Regions from separate parts of the Gossypium hirsutum genome. Here region 1 is linked to region 2. Evidence: chromatin contacts called from public Hi-C data. All regions are on one chromosome and are shown on one strand. Each heading gives the region's core, a stretch centred on a gene start, on an enhancer-like site or on the middle of the called end of the contact. The rest is flanking DNA. Distances are from core to core; before and after follow the strand shown. Region 1 holds the start of LOC107886214. Region 2 holds the start of LOC107887593 (pentatricopeptide repeat-containing protein At5g61990, mitochondrial-like).

Region 1 (5,095 bases), core at 1,097-3,596, 510 kb before region 2:
TGGATCTTCTCTTTGCTTCGTTGGAATCGAAGTTGAAGGAAGGTCAAAGCTGAGAGATTATTCCTCAAAGGCACCTTATCATAGAGAGGAATCGGCGGTTAGGGGGGAATTTAGGGTTTGCTAAAGGAAAAAGAAGGAAATTAATCAAATTCGGCTAATTTAGCCATTTTAAAGGATTGGAAACGGCGCTGTTTTGACCAACTTTAATGGTCTAAAAACGACGCCATATGGTAGTCGCGACCCGATGACCCGGCCCGTGTTCGGATGAGATCCGCGTGTTTGGGCCTTAGAGGAATAATTGCGTGCAAGGTCCTCCCCTTTCGCACGAGTCGTCGATTGCGCTTTATGCATTTTACTTTGTTTTTTTTAATTTGGCTCTATAATTTGCGCGTATTTTCATTTTGGTCCGCGGTACAACGCAACGTTTTGGGCTCGGGGTTATTTCCAATTCTAGTCCCTTCCATTTGCGCGCATTGCACATTGATCCTCTTTACGATTATTTTATTTGTAAATTGTCCCTTTTGTTTCAATTTTGTTTTAATTAAGTTTGTTTTATCCTTATTTTAACATTATTATAAAAACCATTATTATATTTTTTTCTCTTTTATTCTATCATTTTAACATTTTGAATACTATTTTATATATATAATTTGTAATAAAAATTCATTTTAGTTTATGTATACTATTAATTTTATATTATTTTCTTGTGAATCTATTCACATATTTTAATGTATGTATTCTTTTTGTTATTTAAGGGGAAATCCATCTACTTTATGTGTAATTTAAATTATTATTAGGCATATACTTGGTACTTATAGTTGACCTATATATGTTATTAACGCCATGTTATTTTATACATATAGATTTTATATTTGTATATATAATTGTGTTTTTTAATCTATTACATATATAATTTATAAATTAACTTAATTTTATATGCATTATTAATTCCATGCTATTTTTACAAATAATTATTTCTCAATCTATTTATATATATATATATATGTTTTGTAAACCTATTATGTGTATTTCCTAAGATTATATCTTATTATGTATTCTTGCTATCCTTTCATATTTTATATATTATTAAATTTTCCTTTATTGTATATATTTTAACAAATGTTTTTAACACTTTGTATGTTATTTGATCTAAAAATCTTCATTCTATAATACATATTTTGAGGATTACATATATATCTCTAGGTTGTTTTTACAAATAGTTTCAAATTCATCACATCAATTCATATATTATGTGTTCATCATTATTTAAAATTTGTCTTATACCATATTTTATCTATTTTTTTTTCATTTTGTTATGTATATTTTGCATTGGTTGTATTATATTAATCTATACATTATTGTTGTACTATTTCTTTCATTTTTATTATTATCTCAATTGTTCTCCATACATGCTAGGAAGGATGGTTTCATTTTGCTTAGATTAGCTATATTCAATTGTTTGATTTAGTTGGTTAAATAAGGTTATGTTATCTTCGTTCACCAAGTATTGTATTTTAAGCATGTATATTATCCCATGCTAATTATTTTTCTTTTGGTTTACAAAATGTTGCTTTATAATTCCCAACTCGTTAAAATCAACTATTCCATTGAATTTCAAATAAAATTAATATGTTTTGAGTTTACAAATTTTTTTAAAAATCCTAAAATAAGGCAATGTTCAGTATTTAGAAATTCGAGAAATCGTGCCCTAACGTGCTGGGTTTTGATTTTTCGTTGGACTAAATATCTGGACACCCTTTGTAACTTTTGACCTAAGAGCTTTTGGAAGTCAAAACTCGATCGTGTTCTCAAAAGTATAAAGGGTCGTGTCCTATCGTGCTGGATGTGATGCTTTATACTTTTGAAACGAGAAAGTTTTGACGACCAGCTAAAATCACTCAAATGTTTTAAAAAGGAACCACATTTCAAATTTTTTTAAAAAGCCTAGACATAAGGACATCAATTAATCAATCTGGTACCAGTTTTTGGGCGTAGTGAGGGTGCTAACCCTTCCTCATACGTAACCGGCTCCTGAATCTATTTTTAAATTTACGTAGAACAAAATTATTTTAAGTGAAACAAAATGTTTTATTAAGTGATCCAATCACACCTAAACAAAAAGATTGGTGGCAACTCGACATTTGGTTTTAAAAGTCAATCCCCGTTTTTTTCAAAATAAAAAATGGTTTTGACAGACGTGTTATTATTCATATGATAGTATGTTTACTGCATCAAAATTTGGAAATAGCAAAGCTTAATTCAATGAATTTAATAATTATCATTAGTTGAGGACTAAAATTTTAAATTTTTAAAAAGTATAAAGGCAGGTAGTAATAACAGAATTTAGCCTAGAACAATCATCTATCCATCCATCCGCCCGTCCACCCACCCACCCGCCAATCAATCTCTCATTTCTATTTCTGTGGGCACACCACAAGCATTCATGCCCATGCTTTAGAATTACACTCCATGCAGCAGATTTTTCAGTTAATTAGAAAAACCAAAAAATTAATCTTTATAAATGTGGAGTGATGTTCATCACATAAATTAGCTAGCTAGGTTAGGATCAGACTACAATATTCTATCTACGACAGCTAGCGTGTGAGGCTCAAATTTATCCCAAGGAATAGGATGCCACAGCAGTATGGATTGGCCCCTACATCATGACCTAATTCCTACAGAGCACCACCGATGAAGAAAAAGCAGCTCCAGCCTCAACATGACATCAACAAAGACCTTCAAATCATCAAAGCAGTAGCACAAGCCTGGCACTCTCACTCCGGTACCTCTAGGTCTACCAATGAATTCGATGCTTACCCACGTCGACATTTCAAAGCTAGGCCTTCAAGATTCAAGCTTGAAGCAATGAGCAACCCATCTGTGAAGCTTAAGGACGAGCGCACTAGTATTGCTAGTACTCCACATTGGGACTTCGCCCAATCACTGTGGGATTCATATGAGCTTGTCACCCTGGCCAAAAAGCTTGAGACTGCTCTGGTTCTCGATGACCCTTTTTCAGCAGCTGGGTCAGAGTTAGAAGGAAATTCAAGTAGAGCACAAAAAAGGGGAAAGGAGAGTAAGAACAGCCTTAGAAATCTGTTAAAAAGGGTGTCTTCTAGGAGATTCGTTGAAGCTGATATTAAAATCCCCCGTGAAGATAACAATGGTTTGTGATCCTTTTTCTGTTTCCTGCTAGTCTTAGGTCTATGTGAAGTGTGAATTGGATTGGTGGGTCAACAGTACCACATTTTTCGTCCTGCAACAATAAACATATTGATAGTAGTTCCTTTGGTAGTCTGAGATCCAACAGATAACCTATTTTGAAGGTTATCCATCCTCTTTTCCCAAGTTTTAATTGGAATCCTCTTTTCAATATCTGTGCATTTGGAGTCGTCTAAAAGTTGTTCAGATAACACATTAAAAATTATAATATATATTTTTATTTACAAGTGAGTTATTTAATGTGAAGAACCAACTCATTTCTGATCAAGTTATTTGATGTCTAGAAGACTAGAACCACCAAACTTGTAGGCTTGCACATGGAACAAGGTTTTTAGGATATATTTCCAGCGTTGCCACAATTGTCAGCTAGGCCTAGGCTTCCATTCACCTCAAGCATATTATTAGTTTCTTCAATCACATCGATATTTTATTTTTTATTTGCATTACAATTTAGGGTCCTACTTTGGAGTACTTGAGGTGTTAACACAAAACTTGAATCACTTGCTTCTTTGAATTGTTGGCTCAATTACTTTAAATTTAACTGTTTGATTACTTCAACAGTCAGGGTCGGGTCGGGTGCTAAGACTGATGAACCATTCACGTTATCTCAGTTAACAATTGGACAGGATCCAGAAGGCAACTCGATCAATACTATAGTGGCTTGATTAGATATGTTGTATATATATATATTGATTCTGCTGGAATTACTGCATACGAAGGTAATGTATATGTGTATACTATATATTAGTATTCATAAATAATTTTCAATTAACAGCAACTACATATCAGGCCACACCTAAGAGCAATTACTATGCTATCCAAGCAACCACCATTAAGAGCTTAGTTAACTTACAAAGAAAAAGAGAAAAAAGAGAACACAGAGTCTTGGTAGCTCTCCAAGACAGTGACAGGTCATTTATTTAACTAGTGTATGAGCAGCAATACTTCATATATTTAAGTTACGTGGCCTGTCGTTAAATCATGATCGACATGCTTGCTCCAAAAGTCTCAGACTCTAGTGCATTTTGAAGGTCTTCCATTTGCACAGTTCAAAGGCTTTGTGTTTCTGCTGGATGTAGCCATCAGCTTGAGAATCAAGGGTGGCTTCATCAACGGTCTCTGCATGCTCAACCACCTGAACCTTCTTTCGGGAGTTTGCCGTTGGGGACCGCTCAGCGCACTGATCTTCTTCTGGAAACTCAACCTTGTTGTTGAAGGCCTTGTGGACATTGGGCTACTGAGGGGCACCAGGGATCATGGTGGCTGATCTTTCCATTCGGGAAAGATGAGCTTGGTAGTCTTGGGACGTGGTGTCCCAACCGGAATTCTGTCTGGGAGTATATACTAAGCTCCTTCTCATTGTTGTCTGTACTACTCCCTTCGCTTCCAACTATGGCTATGAGTAAGCTTGTAATATTAGAAGCTGCACATTTATAGCAACCTTATATTATTTATTCGTAAGTGATAAGATTGCATCCTGTTCGCTGCTTTATCAAGTTGGATTCAGTTTAATCACATATAAAGACGGAGGAATAAAATATAGGTAAAAGAAAAAGAACCAACGACAGAAAGATTTGGTTAGAATGTGATGTCACCTGCTGCATTATTCAATGACCTATACAGGAATCAGAATTTCTTTATGATAGTGAACACGTGTTTGAGGTTCCAGTGGCTGGTTTAGGAGACACGTTTGTTAGAGCCAAAAAGATACCCTGAAAAGCAGATCCTCTCGAATTTTGCTAATGGGAATCAAACTAATTTGCCATCAACCCCTCTGAAAAAAAAGTTCCAGAATCGAATCCCTAGCATCAAGAAAAATTATTTTAAGCTTGCCTGCTTTCTTGGAACTATTTCACTGAAATATTTTGAGTAA
Region 2 (5,602 bases), core at 1,911-4,410:
GATATAAAGAATAAGCATGATAAACGAATTGAAAGTATAGAGTTTAAGGAAATGCCTGATTTGTATTAAAGATGAATATGAATCCACAAGTTTGACCATCTTCCACAAAGCGGATCTCTCGAGATAAAAAAGAACAACTTGAAAATAAATCTAAAACCTAAAAAGAAAGAAAAACTAAACTGAAATTAAAAGCAGAATTTTAAACTAAGTAATATGTGTCCATAACATATGAAAAATGAGCCTATTTATAGATTTCAGGTGGTCGTCATCATCCTTAACCCTAGGTTAGTTGACATTTCTAAGCTTTAAGTTTGATTGTGCCGACCAAAACGCCCTCTGGCTCGTGTTAGTTTTCGTCCAGAACCGATGTAGTGACATAAGGGTTAGTATACTCATCGTGGGATATCTTCAAGGGTATGTCGTGACACCTTTAGTCTATGTCGCGAAAACGAAGGCAACTTCGTGATTTCTTCAAGGGTATGTCATGTCATTCCGCGTTGCGACGTAGTGACCAACATCTATTTACTACACCTTTTAATGGTCTTCTGCACACTTACACAGTTCACTAGCTCCTCCTTAAGCCTCATTCGGCCCCTAAGGTTAATGAAAGACTCAATTTGTACATTTTATTAACTTTAAGAAATCTTGCAAAAACATAATTAAAACCTTATGAAAATGCTTGCTTTCAAGCTCTTAAAGAGCGAAAATTAGTTTAATATGTTATACTAAATTACGACAAATCAGAGTGTTGTTTTGATGGTAGTAGATCATCTCACAAAATATGCCCATTTTATGGCCCTATCCCATCCCTATACTTCTAGGACTATAGCTCAACTGTTCATGGAAAATGTGTACAAGCTACATGGGATGCCTGACTCCATTATATCTAATAGGGACAAGCTATTTGTTAGTAATTTCTAGCAGGATTTGTTCAAACGAGTGGGAACTAAACTTCACCTATCCACTACTTACTATCCTGAGACTGATAGGTAAACAGAAGTACTGAATGGGTGTCTTGAAGGCTATCTGAGATGCATGTCGGGGGAGAGACCACAGGACTAGGTAAGTTGGCTTCCCTTAGCTGAGTGGTGGTATAATTCCACATTCCACTTAGCCATTCAAAATACAATTTATGAGACACTACATGGCCAGACACCTCCTCATCATACAACATAATTAGCTGGGACATGACTGGTGGCTGTTGTAGATAGAATTTTGCATCATCGTAAGGCTATAAGACAACTGTTAGAATTCTATCTGAAGAGAGCACAAGATAGAATAAAGCAACAAGCTTATAGACACAAAACAGGCAGACATATTGAAATTGGGGATTGGGTTTATTTGAAGCTTCAACCTTACAGACAGTATTCTATGGAAGGTTACTTAACCAAAAATTAGCTCCCAAGTATTTTGGGTCATACATGGTGGAAGGTAAGATCAAAAGGTAGCATACAAGATGTAGCTGCCCCCAAGGATCTAGAATTCACCCTACTTTTCATGTTTCATAACTTAAGAAACATGTTGGAGCTGCTCATGTATAAGTGTCTCTGCCAGTAGTGGACAACCAAGGATTTTGGGCCAAAAAGCCTATTCGAATTTTAGATAGAAGGATGGTGAAGAGTGGGAATGTGGCCACAACTGAAGTTTTGGTTGAATGGGTGAATTCATTTCCAGAGGATGCCACATGGGAATCCTTGGTGCAGCTGAAGGATGCTTACCTTCATATAGATCCTAGAGGACAAGGATCTTCTTCAAGGAGAGAGTAGTTGTTATGGGTAGTTGGGCCGAGAGCAGGTTGTAAAAACGGTGTGCATCAGGTTAAATAAAATGAAATGTTTCATAGAAACAATCGTACAATTTGTTTTGTTTGTTTTTCTGTTATTTCGACTGTTAGACAATTCAATTGTTTTTCCTATATATCAGCATGTAATTGACAGTATTGGATATGAAAATTGAAAACTATCAACACACCTTTCTAATATGCATTGTTCTCTCCCCTATTTTCTATTCTTCTATTCTCTTCTCTTCTCTTTCTCGGATTTTTTATTTCGTTCTTAACAAATTTATCTTGGTTGAGAAAGTAAGGTCAGGAGATAAGCAAGTATCAATCAACCGATTAGTTAATTAGAGGCCGAGAGGTAATAATTAGTTAATCGGTAGCTAATCAACCTTAAAACCCTAATTCGAAGTTAGTTACAAACCTTGAAGCGAGTTAATCTTCCTGATTGGTTTATTGATTAAGTCGTTTGTTTATTTTTCTTGTTTATTCATTTTAGTTAATTAAATTATCTCTTTAATCTATTTTATGATTTATCGTAATATAGGAATTAATTACTACTACTTAGACTTATTACTGTAAAAATATTTTCATAATTTACTCCATCCTCCCTTAGGTACGATTCTTATAATACTTTCAAGTATTTCATTTTACTAACTATATTACAATTCAATTTGTGCAATTGCGAACACTGCCGTTCTAAATTCTTATATATTTTTTGTGTTATATTTTATTACTCTAAACGACAACTCATTTATAAGCGACAAAAATTTAAAATATTAATTCATCTCTCTCTTTATATTTTCGTACCTAACAAAAACAATACTCTTGATTTTTATAGATTAAATTAGTTCTGTCAATTATAACACTAAACATTTTTTAAAAAAAAGTAAAAAACTTAACTTTATTTAGTTTATATTAATTATTAACATAGCTTTAAATTTTTTTAAAAATTAATTTTTTTTAATGTTCTCTATGTTGGTTTTATAGTTCATGTTTAAAGTTTATAGTTCACTCCCAAAAATATTCTCTTTAATGTCTGGATTTTTTTCATTGAAAATACAAAATATCTTACCATAACGCTTAATAATTTTATATTATTTTTTATATTTAGTTTAATTAATTTTAAAGTTCAATAAATTAATTAAAATTACCTTAAAATAAATTATTTAAAATTTTATATTTAAAATTTCTTAATTTTAACATAAACTAATATAATTTGAAGTTTACTTTTAGATATTTATAAATTTAAAATTAAAATGCTGAGGTGTTCGATTTCGTTGACTGAAAAGCTTAAACCGGGATTTTAATTAGAGTACAAATACATGGGCCAAACAGCCTAGAAAAGTGAAGCCAAAAGCCCACCAAAGTGTGCTGTAAACGTTCCCCTTCCTCGCTGATTCTTTTATCTTTTTCTGTTTTTCGCAGACTAAAAGCGTCTCCATTTTTTCACCTTGAAAATCCTTCAAAACAATGCGTTTATCTTCAAAGCAAACGGTCTATTGTTTCACGAAATCAAGGCTCTCTCGTCTCAAATCGGCTTCCCTTTGTACATCAGCTTCAAATGACGCCGAAGCCGTGGAAATCGCTTCTATCCTCAGTAAAAATGACTGGAAACGACTTCTTGAAACATCATCAGAATTGACAAGCAAGCTGAACCCAGAAATAGTTCACTCCGTTCTTCTCCAAAACTCGATTCATGATCCCGAACGCCTTTTCAGTTTCTTCAACTGGGCAAGTCAGCAATCCCCGAACCCTCAAAATTTGGATTCTTTTTCTTTTCTAGCAGTTACTTTATGTAATTCGAAGATGTTTCGTAAAGCCACTATTGTTTTAGACAGCATGGTTAGGACTAGAAGGCCCGTTCAGGCCATTTTGGGTTCAATTATTAGGTGCTGGAAGGGCTATGAAGGGAATTATGTCGGGGTTTTCGATATTTTGATTGGTTGTTATAAGAAAATGGGTTCTTGGAACGATGCTGTTTATGTTTTTTTGGGTGCTAAAGAAGTTGGGGTTTTGCCTGGTTTGGCTTGTTGTAATAACTTTTTAGGTGATTTGCTTAAGGTAAATAAGTTGGATTTGTTTTGGAAGGTTTTCAATGGGATGATAGATGCTAAATTGGTGCCTGATGTTTATACTTTTACCAATGTGATTAATGCTCATTGTCGAGTAGGGGATATTGAGAAGGCAAAAAGGGTGTTTATGGATATGGAGGAGAAGGGATGTAGCCCTGGTTTGGTTACTTATAATGTTATGATTGGTGGACTGTGTAAAGCTGGTGCTGTTGATGAAGCATTGAAGTTGAAAAACTCCATGAGTCGGAAGGGTTTCAACCCTGATGCATATACTTACAATACGGTTATTAATGGGTTTTGTAGGCATAACAGATTTCAGGAAGCAAAATTGATGATGGAGGAAATGCGTTGTGCAGGCTTAAATCCTAACCATTTTGCTTACACAGCTTTGATTGATGGGTTCATTAAACGGGGGAGCATGGCCGAGGCTTTCCAAGTCAAGGATGAGATGGTTGCTTGTGGAATTAAACCGAATGTGTTCACGTATAATGTGCTTATTGGTGGGGCTTCTAAGGCTGGTGACTTGGAGAAAGGAAAAGCTCTGTTCGATGAGATGGTTTTGATTGGCATCGGACCTGATGCACAAACATTTAGTCTTATGATCCAGAGTTATTGTCGACAAGGGAATTTTCTCAAGGCCCATGAATTGTTTGAAGAGATGAAGGAACACAACTTGACACCCACGATGTACACTTATAATGGTATAATTAGTGGATTATGTCACTGTGGAGATCTTGGTCGAGCTAATTATGTTTTTGAGGCAATGATTAAGGTAGGGTTGAAGCCCAACGTTGTTATGTATACAAATCTGATAAAAGGTCATATTCAGAAAAGTAGATTCAAGGAAGCAAGAAAGATTCTCAACAGAATGATGGAGAATGGACAAATGGCTGATATCTTTTGTTGCAATACTCTTTTAAGTGGCTTATGTAAGTCCCAAATGATGGACGAAGCAAGGAGCTTCTTAGTCGAAATGGTTGACAGGGGGTTGAAGCCTAATGAAATTACCTATGGGACTTTAATCCATGGATATGCTAAGGCCGGGGAAATGGAGGCAGTAGAAAGGTGTTTCAGAGAGATGCGTAGTTATGGTATAGCTCCAAATAATGCTATCTATACTATATTGATTAATAGCCTTTGCAAAGTGGGAAATGTAACCGAGGCTCTGTCGACATTTAGGCACATGTCTGAAAAAGGTGTGCTCCCAGACATAAAGACTTACACTGCACTCATCCACGGCCTTGCAGCAAATGGTAGAATTAATGATGCAATGCAACTGTTCTCTCAACTTGATGAAAAGGGTATAGTGCCTGATGTATTCACTTATACTTCTCTCATTTCTGTCTTTTCTAAGCTTGGTGATATGGAGGCTGCTCTCAACCTTTATGATAAGATGTGTCAAAAGGGCATTGCTCCTAATATTGTTACATATAATGCAATGATTGATGGTCTGTGTAAGTTAGGTGACACCGAGAAAGCTAGGAGGGTGTTTAATGAAATCGCACAGAGAGGCTTGGCACCTAATGTCAAGAGTTATTCTATAATTATAGATGGATATTGCAAATCTGGAAATTTAACTGAGGCATTTCAGTTACTGGATAAAATGCCCTCAAAGGGTGTTCCACCTGATAGTTTTACTTATTGTGCCCTTATTGACGGATGCTGTAAAGGAGGAGAATTGGACAAGGCGCTCTCTTTGTTTTCTGAAATGTTGCAGAAGGGTTTTGATCCCACCTCTTCTTTCAATGCA

Evidence for each region. Hi-C and Micro-C count contacts between places; a contact is called where the count stands out from the background.
Region 1: a Hi-C map of leaf shows a contact between it and region 2, with 3 times the contacts expected there. The contact joins the promoter of LOC107886214 here to the promoter of LOC107887593 in region 2. A contact is called at or near these places in 3 of 34 Hi-C or Micro-C datasets (all in leaf).

Annotation. Positions count from the first base shown.
Region 1 is chrA03:13,985,811-13,990,905 of Gossypium_hirsutum_v2.1, reverse strand. It overlaps LOC107886214, which reads left to right and starts at 2,346. Exons shown (of 2, transcript XM_016810084.2): 1 at 2,346-3,166; 2 at 3,784-4,683. The coding sequence starts at 2,692. The coding sequence ends at 3,887. It overlaps LOC107886215 (a long non-coding RNA gene), which reads right to left and starts at 573. Exons shown (of 2, transcript XR_001680666.2): 1 at 1-573. It also overlaps the pseudogene LOC107886213.
Region 2 is chrA03:13,475,137-13,480,738 of Gossypium_hirsutum_v2.1, reverse strand. It overlaps LOC107887593 (pentatricopeptide repeat-containing protein At5g61990, mitochondrial-like), which reads left to right and starts at 3,160. Exons shown (of 1, transcript NM_001326743.2): 1 at 3,160-5,602. The coding sequence starts at 3,251.